Regions from separate parts of the Capra hircus genome. Here region 2 is linked to region 1. Evidence: chromatin contacts called from public Hi-C data. All regions are on one chromosome and are shown on one strand. The core of a region is the stretch at or near the end of the contact, and the rest is flanking DNA. Distances in the headings are between cores, read along the strand shown. Region 1 overlaps GLIPR1L2 (GLIPR1-like protein 2). Region 2 holds the start of KRR1 (KRR1 small subunit processome component homolog).

Region 1 (5,832 bases), core at 2,217-4,716:
TTTATTACCCATACAGTGTGTTTTATCATTATAACCTTCAGGTTTGTTTTAATCTTTGTCTATCAATTAAGATTTAGTGCTTGAGGAGAGTTCTTTCAGTGCAGTGTTTTGTTTTACCATTTATCTTTTTTGGTGAAAGTCATTCTCTAGTAGTTTATCGAAGTGCTTATGAGAACTATATTCCACAAGTTACTGCATGTTCCCACAGTATATGTCTATTTGTTTATATATGAAAGTTTGGGCTCTATACAAATTCCTGGTTGACACTTGTATTAAGGACAATGTAGGCATCACTCCACTGACCCTTAGGTTTTACTGTTATTGTAGAGAAGTTTGAGGCTGGTCTGGATTTTTCTCCTCTCTGCAGGATTTTCAGTTGCTAGTATGGCATTACTTCACATAAGTATATCAGTTGTGTCTGACCCTTTGCAACCCATGGACTGCAGCCCACCAGGCTTCTCTGTCCAGGGGATTTTCCCAGCAGGAATACTGGTGTGGGTTGCCATTTCCTTCTCTAGGGGATCTTCCCGACCGCATCTCCTGCACTGCTGGCAGATTCTTTGCTGCTAAGCCACTGGGAAAGCCCCAAAGCTTTAGGTTTGAGTTTGCCAAAGACAAGACTGCTAGTGAAATTTGGACTATTTGAAAGAAGTAGAGACAATTATTCTTCAGACGTGGCTGCTGGCTAAATGGATTTGAGGTTCACAGTTACCTCTTGGGTAGAATGGGGGATTTTTGCTTTGCTGCTGAACACCGAGACAGTTTGTGGGAGCTTTCTCAAAGATTCTTGAGAATTGCAGCAATTTTCTGGTGAGCTTTTGAGAATCATCTATTTTGGTGTCCCAGGCTAAGAGGTCTTCAGAGTCTGCTTCCCTGACATTTTAGCTATTTTCCTCTGCTTTTTCACGGCACCTTCTCTGATCTTCATGACCTGAGAGTTTACGGCATGTTTCTCACTCTGAACACTGTATTGTCAGAATACTTAGAGTGGCCATTTTTTTCTCTTTTCTTCAAAAAAGAGTTTGACTGTTAAACTCTCTAATAAATGATTTTACATTTTTGCTTAGATGCTTAAAGGATCCTTTTTTTTCTTCTTACTTACTAGGCAATGTCCAGATGGTGACTACTTTCTGTCACTTTTTCTGGCATGTAGTATATACCTTTTTTCTTTACAAGGTTTTTATTTTATTTAAAATTGAAGTATAAGTGACATAAATCATTTGTTACAACACACAACATAATGATTTGACATTTGTATATTTTGTGACATGATCACTACAATAAGTCCAGTTTACATTCATTAGTATACAGTTACAAATTTTTTTCTTAAAGAAATTTTAATATATACTCTCTTAACAACTTTCAAATATGTAATACAGTATTATAAACTATAGTCACCATGATATTCATTATTACATCCTTATGACTTATTTATAAGTGGAGGTAGAATTTTGTACTTTTGACCCTCTTCATCCATTTCATTCACTTGCCTCTGGCAACCACTAATCTATTCATATCTGCAAGCTTGTTTTTTTTTTGGTTTGTTTGTTTGCTTTTAATTCCACATACAAGTGAGTTCATGTGGTATTTGTCTTTCTCTGACTTATATCACTTAGTGTAATGCCCTCAGAGTCCATTCATATTGTCACAAGTGGCAAGATTTCCTTCTTTTTCATGGATAAATAATACTGCATTGTACATATATATCACATTTTCTTTATCCATTTATCCACTAATGGACACTAAGGTTGTTTCCATATCTTGACTAGTATAAATAATGCTGCAATAAACATAGCAGTGTATATATCTTTTCAAATTAGTGTTTTCATTTTCTTTGGACAAGTACCTACAAGTGGAATTGCTGGATCATATGAGAGTCCCTTGGACTGCAAGGAGATCCAACCAGTCCATTTTAAAGGAGATGAACCCTGGGATTTCTTTGGAGGGAATGATGCTAAAGCTGAAACTCCAGTACTTTGGCCACCTCATGAGAAAAGTTGACTCATTGGAAAAGACTCTGATGCTGGGAGGGATTGGGGGCAGGAGGGGAAGGGGACGACAGAGGATGAGATGGCTGGATGGCATCACCGACTCAATGGAGGGAGTTGGTGATGGACAGGGAGGCCTGGCGTGCTGCAATTCATGGGGTCGCAGAGTCGGACACGACTGAGTGACTGAACCAAACTGAACTGATGGTAGTTGTAGGCCTTCCCGGGTGGTGCAGTGATAAAGAATCTGCTTGCCAATACAGGACATGCATGAGATGCGGGTTCAATCCCTGGGATGGGAAAAGCCTCTGAAGTAGGAAATGGTAACCCACTCTACTATTCTTGCCTAGAAAATTCCACAGACAGAGGAGACTGGCAGGCTATAGTCCATGGGGCCACAAGAATCAGACATGACTGAATGTGCATGTGTACACACACACACACACACACACACACTAGTTGTATTTTTAACTTTGGAGGGACTTCCATATTGTTTTCCATAGTGGCTACCCCAATTTACATTCTATAGTATGCACATTCAAGAATTTCTATTTCTGAAGTTTTTAGTTATTTCTTTAAATATCTATATATCTATCTATTCTCAGTTTTTAAATAAATCTGGACTTTGATTTATTTAAATATCTATGTATCTATCTATCCCTAGTTTTTAAACAAATCTGGATTTTGATTTATTTGGTGCCTCCTTGTGGCTGGTTTAGGTTATGCATCTTTGGTAGGAATACCACACAGGTGATGACATGCTCTCCTCATTGAATTCTCTTAGGTGGTGAAGGGTTTCGCTTTTGATACTTCCTGTTGCTGGGGATATTCACTTTGATCATTTTGTTAGGTTGTGTCTGCCAGGCTCCTCCATTGTGAAGTTAGTCTTTACCCCTAATGAAGTACTTCTATGAGGAGTTACTTCTGAACTATGCAAATAAACTGTTTCTCATATAACTTTTAATTTATTCACTTATTAATGTATATCAGTATGAATTATAGTATCCTGTTTTATCCAGTGAGTTATAATTGACTACTCTTATCATTATTTTGGTGGTCAAATTGTCCCAGGTTTGACCAGTAAAAGCCCTTTAAGATGGCTTCTGTGTCCTTTATGTTACATGCCTCCACCATTCTTTGAGCACTTCCTTGCTTTCAGGTAGAAAAAGATGTTTTGGGTTTATTTGATGTTTCTCCTGCCCAGCCCTGGAATGTGACCTTTCTCCAGAGAGCCCTGGCTCCCTTTAGTGCGGACTGGAATTTAGGAACCAAGGTCTGAGTGCTATTGTGCTCACTGCATCACTGTCATGTCCGACTCTTTGCAGCCCCACAGATTGCAGCCCACCAGGCTCTCTGTCCATGGAATTCGCCAGGCAAGAGTCCTGGAGTGGGTTGCCACGCCCTCCTCCAGGGCATCTTCCCCACCCAGGGGTCAGACCTGCATCTCTCACATCTCCTGCACCTGCAGGCAAGCTCCTCGCCACTAGCGCCACCTGGGACGCCCCCGCTGCTTTAGCACTGAGAGCACGCTGTTCCAAGGCCGTCTCAGAGCTAGGGAATAAATGTATGTTGATACAAACATATATAAATATTTACATCTATGTTTCTTTATATTTATTGAAACTCTTAAGTTCCAGTAACTCTAAATCATCCAAATCATCACCAAAAGATCTGAGCTTGTTTTCTTCCTTTACGTATTCATATGCCATCCTCTGACAGGGAGAAAACCAGCTCCATTATCCTTAATCTATTTGCTTATTTGATCTATCCTCTAATATGCTTCTGGGCTTCCCTGGTAGCTCAGATGGTCAAGAATCTGACTGCAATGCGGGAGACCTGGGTTTGATTCCAGGGTCAGGAAGATGCCCTGGAGAAAGCAACGGCTAGCCACTCCAGTATTCGGGCCTGGAGGACTGCATGGACAGAGTCTGGCAGGCTACAGTCCATATGGGGTCGCAAAGAGTTAGACACGACTGAGAGACTTTCACTTTCACTTTCCAAAATGCTTCTAATCTCCCATCACTGCTCCTACTCCCTCTTCTTGCTTGGACTCTGATACTCCACATCGGGCTGGTAGAGCTGCCAGATTCAGCAAATAAAAATTTAGGATGCCTAGTTATATTCAAATTTCAGAAAACAACAGACACATTTTAGTATAAGTATAGCCTATGTAATATGTGGGATATATTTATGCTAAAAATATTTTGTTTTTCTGAAATTCAAATTTAACTGGATGCCTAGCATTTCAAAATTTTTAAATTGAAGTTCAGTTGATTTTAAATGTGCCAATTTCTGTGGTACAGCAAAGTGTCTCAGTTAAACACATATATACATTATGTTTTATATTCTTTTCCATTATGGTTTATCACAGGATACTCAATATAGTTTCCTGTGCTATACATTGGGACCTTATTGTTTATCTATTTTAAATGTATAGCTTCCATCTACCAACCTCAAACACCCAGTCCATCTCTCTCCCTCCTCCTCTGGATGCCCAGCTCTTAATCTGGCAACTGACAGGCTGATCCTCTACTTGGATCCCTCTCCCACCCTGCTCAGACTCTGAAAGTTAGCTTTGGGCTTCTCCAACATATGGATTCCTTTCTTACCCCACCTCCCCCAACATTAAAAGCTTCCTCACCTAGTTTGGACCCTGATACCTAGTGTGAGGAGATTGCCCTCAAATGCGGAGGCCCCCTTAGCTGCTTCCTTTTTAACACCTCTCTTCAGGTCAGCCCTAGATGTGAATCTTCTCCCCATTTTGCCTGGGCTCCCACACAGGTCCAGCCCAGACCTCCAGGGATGCCTTCCCCACCTGGTCAGATGCTGACACACTGCCAGGCATCTCCCTCCCACCCCGGGTGGATCTGTCCCCACCGTGCCTGGACTGTGACACTGCAGAGCGAGCCACTCCTGCACGGATATGCCACTACTCTGATCTGCGGCCCCAAGCCTGATCTCCAGCAGGCACACTCACCTCACCCCACGAGGCGACTAGCTCTCCACACAAGGCCATACCCCGTGTGTCCTCACCCCACTTAGGCTCTCTCCTCATGCCCACTGCATCATGTATGAATTCCTTGTCTTCTTGCTTAGGTGCTAATGTGTCTCCTTCTGTGTGGATACCTACCTCTTTCTGACCTACCCAGCGGTTTTAGGTCTGGATATTCCCAGGAAGAGATAGGAAAAGGGAAGAGGAAGAGCAAGGTTTCGCATCTTGATTCAGATGAAGCGAGGGGAGAAATGTTACAGTGGATCACTCCAGCAGTGGCATTGTAATGAACCTGTTCACTAGTTTCTTTAACACAAAAGCATAGAATGCCCCTGTCTGAATTTACTCCCTACCACATTCCTGTAAGCATCTTGGGTTATATGCTCTCATATTTAGAAAAATGAAAAGAAAAACTGATTAATAAAACATTTTCTAGTTTTATCTTCTGAATATTTGGGGGGAAAAACAAAAGGCTATTATATTAACCATTTGCTATTTTACTTCTTTTCTCTTTTTTATAAATGTTTTAGAATATCTTATTCTTTAGAGCAGTCATTCTCAAACAGGCTGGTATTTTAGCAATTAGATGCAAAGCTTTTCTTCAGAGTAAAACTGTTAGTTCTCATTCTTTCTTTCAGGTATTTTAGTATGTCCTTAGGGGCAGGAATGAGTTAGAGAGGGCAGAAAAGGCTGTGCAGCTTAAAAAAGTCTAAAGATGATACGGTTTGATACCACCTTTGATAGTATAACAATACCTTTCCGATCTAAGGAACAGTGTTAACATGACAATGAAAGACTAGCGTTCACCACTTCCTGTTCTTGCCATTCAGTGCATTATGGAATGGTTTCATG
Region 2 (5,832 bases), core at 1,187-3,686, 110 kb before region 1:
TTCAGATTTTAAACCTGTCTGAGGTTGACAGAAATAGAAAGCAGTTTATCTGTGTTAGAAAATAAAAATGTGCCAACCCTTTGTATGTGGGAAACCCTCCTCGATTGCTTATTTTTTAAAAAATTAGTGAAAAAAGCCACAGAAGATTACTGTGGGAAAAAACTGTTTTTTATCTCTGATAAATGAGTGTAGAATGTTAAATGAAAAATAACACTTATTTGCCCACTTTTTTTGTAAATATCTCCTTTCTGGAGCTATTAAAATTCAGACTGCCTGGACATGAAGTCTAGCTCTTCACTTATTAGTGATTTGAGTTCCGTAAACTAAGGCTCTCAAAACCTTGCTTCATAGAGCTTCTAGGAAACCTTCTCACTTTGTAACTTTCACTTGTTATTTATTCTATTTTAGGGACTGTCTTTTTTTTTTTCAATAAATTGTTAGGGATATATGAAATTGTTGCTGAAATTTGGCCTCTGTTCATTGGTTCCAAACAGAAAAGCAGAGAGAGTTTGGGTGAAGTAGAAGAGTAGCTTTTATTGCTTTGCCAGGCGAAGGGGGCCACAGCGGGCTGATGCCCTCAATACTGTGTGAGCCACCCTGGAGGGGGTAGGGAGCACTTTCTCAGTGTTTACCAAGCAGGGTGTGACCAGCTCCTGGACAATTCTGGGACTGGCTGGCATCAAGGTAACATTTCAAGCATCATCAACCTCCTTGTTTCAACCAGTGTAGGGTCTACGTTCCTATGGTCAGCAGTTTTCATTTAGAGGGGGTCTGCTTCCTGTAAAAACAACTTAGGAATGTGGATCAGGCCTTTATATCTTTCAGGGACCTGTGAGCCATGGTGAATCCTTACGTGGCAGGATTATAGCCTAAGCTGTAGCCAGTTTTCTAGCCCAACAGCTTTTCTTTGTTTTGACATCTTCACATTTCCCAATCATTAACTTGTGAGCCGATTTACTTTGGAAGACAGGACACAGGGGCTTGTTTAAAGATCAGTGCCTGTCATTTAGAAGACACACAAGATTAAAGCAGAAATCTTTACATAATCAATTGTCTTTTGATCTTCTGTTCCCAAGTAATTGATTTATACCTATACCTTATAAACGAGTATCTTTTATAGAAGATACAGGAGGCCGGAAGTCCGATAAATGTTCCCCCTTCCATTAATGTGAGAAATCCAACTTGTCAAATGCTTTCTCTATTTGTGCTGCAGATAAATTTAAAAATGGATAGCAATAAGACAATTTAACCAAAGAAGTATCATCGTTGTCGTGTGTAAGAACTTTTAGGTTCCTAGCAGTATAGAGTCATAGAAAGGACATCGTGACATCAGCCACGTATACCGTGTTGGGGTAGATAGGCGTTCCTCATTTTTCCAGCCTCTCAGCAGTAGAGAATCCGCCTACTAATACAGGAGTCCTCCCCCACCGCGGCCCCGTCAACTCCCACGCCCCCCAGCCCCTGCCATTGGATCCGTGGTTCCAGATCTCCTGGAGAAAGAAATGGGTAACCCATTCCAGTATTCTTGCCTGGAAAATCCCACGCACAGAGAAGCCTGCCAGGCTACAATCCATGGGGTCACAAAGAGTTGGACTTAGCAGACTGAACAGGCTAGGTGAAAAACTTTAGAATTGTCGCTTAATTACTGTATCTCTGCTTAGAAATGCCAGGACCCTAGACAGTAACCATCAGAAACAATGACTTTGAAAACTTATTAATATTGTCCCCCCCCCAAAAAAAAAATCAACCTTAGCTTTGCTTTAACTTCGTCTTTGTTTCAAGGATTAGAAATAATGTTAAATAAATACCCTCCGACAAAAGTCTCACAATAAATGTCACGGCTCATATATTCTCATATCTGTACCACCTCCCAACGCCTAGCACGTATCGAAGTGAAGTGAAGTCGTTCAGTCGTGTCCGACTCTTTGCGACCCCATAGACTGCAGCCTACCAGGCTCCTCTGTCCCTGGGATTCTCCAGGCAGGAATACTGGAGTGGGTTGCCATTTCCTTCTCCAGGAGATCTTCCCAACCAAGGGATCGAACCTGGGTCTCCCGTATTGCAGGCAGATGCTTTACCATCTGAGCCACCAGGGAAGTCTCATATGAATATTTACCGAATGAGTGATAGCACTGAGATTCAAGTTGCACTCTAGCTAAAGCTTGGAGTCTTGCTTTTCGCGTTAGACCCTGAGTGCATGAGAAAACGAAGGATAAAAACCTTCTCCGACTTGCTGCCAGTGCTAAACTATTAATTCCCAACACGCAATAGAACTCCGTAGTTACCCGCGCCAGGTCAAAGCAGTCTCCAGCTCTCCTTTGGCTACCCGGGACCAGAGCAGAAGTTTATGCAAATACGCGGGCTCTAGCGTGCGCACGCGCACAGACTGCGCAGAGCTCTTCTGAGTTCGGTGGAACTCAATTTGAGTACGCGGATTACAGCCGGGAGGATTTACGGAGGTTTCGCTTCCGGTAGTACCGGAAGCAGCTTGAAGATGGCGTCCTCTAAGCAGAATGGGCCGACTGTAGCGTCGGGGAAAAGCGAACTTCGTTCCGCGAAGCCGACGTCGGAGAACCGAGGTGAGATTGTCTAAAAACCGAAGCCTGGAGTTTGTGGATTTTGAGTTGTTTGTTTGTTTTTTTTTTTGCTTTCGCTGGGTAGGCACGTGTAACGCCGCCTTGGGCTTGTTCTGTGAGTTTGTGTACCTGTGATTGCCGATTTGGGGGGTTGTTGACCAGACTTGAGGATTGACCGGCCTGTACGGTGCCAGCCACGTGTTCCTAATTTATTGCTTCTGCTGAAAGCCTCCAAAGTAGAGATGTTGCTGAGTGCGTGTTCTGTAAAAATATGAGGATTAAGAAATTGAGGAGGGCGCTTCAGGGCCTTAAACTGGCGGCGGTGTTTGGAAATCGTTGGCAGAATGAGGGGTGAGGTGGGAGAAAGTGGTGGTTATCAGTGAACGAGTGGTAGCGGTAATGAAGGGCTAAGACAGCAGTAGTGATAGAAGGAGGTAACCGGCGTGCCCTTAGCCTCGATTTGTCAGCCATTGAAAAAATTTCGGAACGTTTGTTGTTATTCCTATTTCTCCGGTTGCTGAAGTTATCAGCCAACCCAGCGCCTACTCTTTCAGCTGCGTTGTTTTTAAATTGCTGTCTTGCTTTGCGCTCGCGCTCTTGTTTTATCCATTATCTTCTGTGTGGTAGACAGAGAAATAGCCTGGGGCCTGCTCAGCCAGAGTTGCTGGAAATATTAAAAACCTCAAACTTCGATTCTATAGGCGTTAGAGATTTAAAGTGTTTTGTTGTTTTAATTAAGGGTGTGGCAGAGGCCGGTGCATATACAGCTTAAAGAATAAAACCAACAGGTGAAAAGCAGCCTGTCAGAGCGTTAAGAACAGAGCATTACCAACCATACCTCCAAAACCCCCTACGTGCACCTCTCAGATCCTTCTTTTACTTTAGGGACTTAAAGTAACCATTCTGAATCATGTTGAGTATTCTGTTTCCTTTCTTCATAATCTTTACTATGCCCAAAATGTTTTAATTTTGTCGGGTTTTGAATTTTACATGAATGAAAAAGGATTTTAGGTATTTTCTTGTATCTTGCTTCCTAGGCTAAACTTTGTTGTTATTCAGTTAGGACAATACTTGTAGCTGTAATTTATTCTTTTTGCTACTGTATGATGTTCCCTTGTATGAATACACGCTAATGTATATTTTCATTTTAATGTTGCTGGACATTTGGATTGTTCCCATTGTTATTATAAGCATCTTTATACATTTCTCCTGGTTAACATATTCTGGAGTTTCTCTGTTTATGTACATTACATGGGATTGGAATCTTTGTAGTGTAGGGTAGAGCATGTGCAAATAATAATATATACTTCCAGAAGTGGTAGGAGCGCTAACACTTGGCTGTTATCTGAATTTTAAATTTGTTGTTTTGTTAAGTATGAAATCATATTGTGGTTTTAATTCAAACTATCCTGATTGCTAATGAGATTATACGTCTTTACACATGTTTGGGGTTTATTTGTTGTTCTTGTATTGTGGAACTAAACTTTTATCTCCTTAGCCAGGTGTTTTTCTTTTTCTTTTCTTTTTTTTTTTTTTTAATTCACAACCAACGAGTTGTTTAAATTGGTAGGATCTTGGTCAGATAGGTTTTTGTGGTGGTTTAGTCACTAAGTCTTGTCCAACTCTTCCGACCCCACGGACTGTAGCCTGCCAGGCTCCTCTGTCCGTGGGATTCTCCAGGCAAGAATACTGGAGTGGGTTGCCATTTCCTTCTCCAGGGCATGTTCCTGACGCCAGGGATCAAGATTGCAGGCATATTCTTTACCAACTGAGCTAGGAGGGAAGCCCAGATGCGTATTTTAAGTAGTCAGTATTGCAGAATTTTAGGATTTTTTTCAGGATATTGAGGAGTAAATGGTAAATGAAGACTAATTCTCTGTGACTTGAGCCCTAAATAACAAAGTGGGTGTGAGTAAAAGAAACAGAAAGCAAGTATATCTGACTGGGATGGCTACAATGGACCATAAAGACCTGCTTCTTAAACTTCAGTATGCAAAGAATCTTCTCATGACACCATTAAAACAGATTTCTGGGCTTCATCTCAGAGGTTCGCATTTACTAGGTCTGGATGGAACGCAAGAATTGCATTTCTGGCAAACTCCCAATTTATGCCTGTGCTGCAGGCCCATGGATCAGACCTTTGTGTAACAGTGAGTTAAAATAGAGCTGTTGGATTTAAGAGGTTGTTAAATCCAGGACCAGGAGTTTCACAAGTGATATAGGAGACAATTTATGGACAGTTTTAATGAGAGGAGACCTAGACTGAGTCAGCTTCATATTCCCTTACACAAGTCACTTGAGTGTTTTGAATGGAATATCTTTTCTAAAGTGGAAATAATCATACCAGTTCTTCCTTTCATAGTTTTGATGAGAGTATACGGAAGGAAGTCACCTGAAAGCTCTAAAACCCTATGGTAGTGAATATTAACTGAAAGTATACACTGGAATCAGGTTTTGAAAATTTTATGTATACACACATACAAATATATATACATAGGCTCCACTTCAGTTGAGTCTGAAATGTTACTTTATTTAAAATAGTAATGCAAACCAAATAGCATTTGGATCCTCAACTCTGAAATAGTGTAATGCCGTAGAAGTTTGTGAGTATGCACTGTGTGCCAGGTATACGCCAGTAACTGTGGGCCCAAGGAGCAGAGTCCCTGCCCTCAAGGAACTTTGTCTATGATGCGACGGGAACACATACTACAGATAATTCTAATACAGTATGTTGATAATGACAGAGGCATGTTCTTGGACTGTTGAATAATATAAAAAGCAGGGAAGAAGGAAATGCATGAGAGTATTGGGAAACTTGTGCATGTATGCGTACAAGTGTTCAGAAAAACTTCAAAAGAAGTTAAATCTGATGTATAGACTTTTCCTCCTCTGTAGATGAATCTGAACTCCTCACTGTTCCGGATGGTTGGAAGGAGCCAGCTTTCTCCAAAGAGGACAATCCCAGAGGACTCCTGGAGGAGAGCAGTTTTGCAACTTTGTTTCCGAAATACAGAGAGGCTTACTTGAAAGAGTGCTGGCCATTGGTACAGAAAGCCTTGAATGAACATGTATGCATGTTTTCTATATTGCTCTGAGATTGTTATTGCTTATATCTTTTAAGTAAGTGAATGTGTGATGATGGATTTCTATGTAAAGGTGCTAGCATAGCTGTTTAATTTGATTCGTTTGGTATTTTAAACACACTAGATAAGCATTATCCTTACTGTTCATTTGTTCTTAGTTTTGTGAATAACAT

The links. A called contact is a pair of places that touch in the nucleus more often than the background predicts.
Region 2: a Hi-C map of blood shows a contact between it and region 1, with 4 times the contacts expected there. The contact joins the promoter of KRR1 here to the enhancer-like site in region 1. A contact is called at or near these places in 2 of 5 Hi-C or Micro-C datasets (both in blood).

Annotation. Positions count from the first base shown.
Region 1 is chr5:4,717,280-4,723,111 of ARS1.2, reverse strand. All of the region lies in intron 4 of GLIPR1L2 (GLIPR1-like protein 2), which reads right to left. Among named protein-coding and RNA genes, the nearest start is that of GLIPR1L2, 31 kb to the right of the region's middle. Within about 2 kb of position 3,466, at least 1 of the 5 cell types and tissues checked has an H3K27ac peak or open chromatin away from gene starts, as enhancers often do.
Region 2 is chr5:4,824,099-4,829,930 of ARS1.2, reverse strand. It overlaps KRR1 (KRR1 small subunit processome component homolog), which reads left to right and starts at 2,436. Exons shown (of 10, transcript XM_005679734.3): 1 at 2,436-2,579; 2 at 5,472-5,644. The coding sequence starts at 2,495.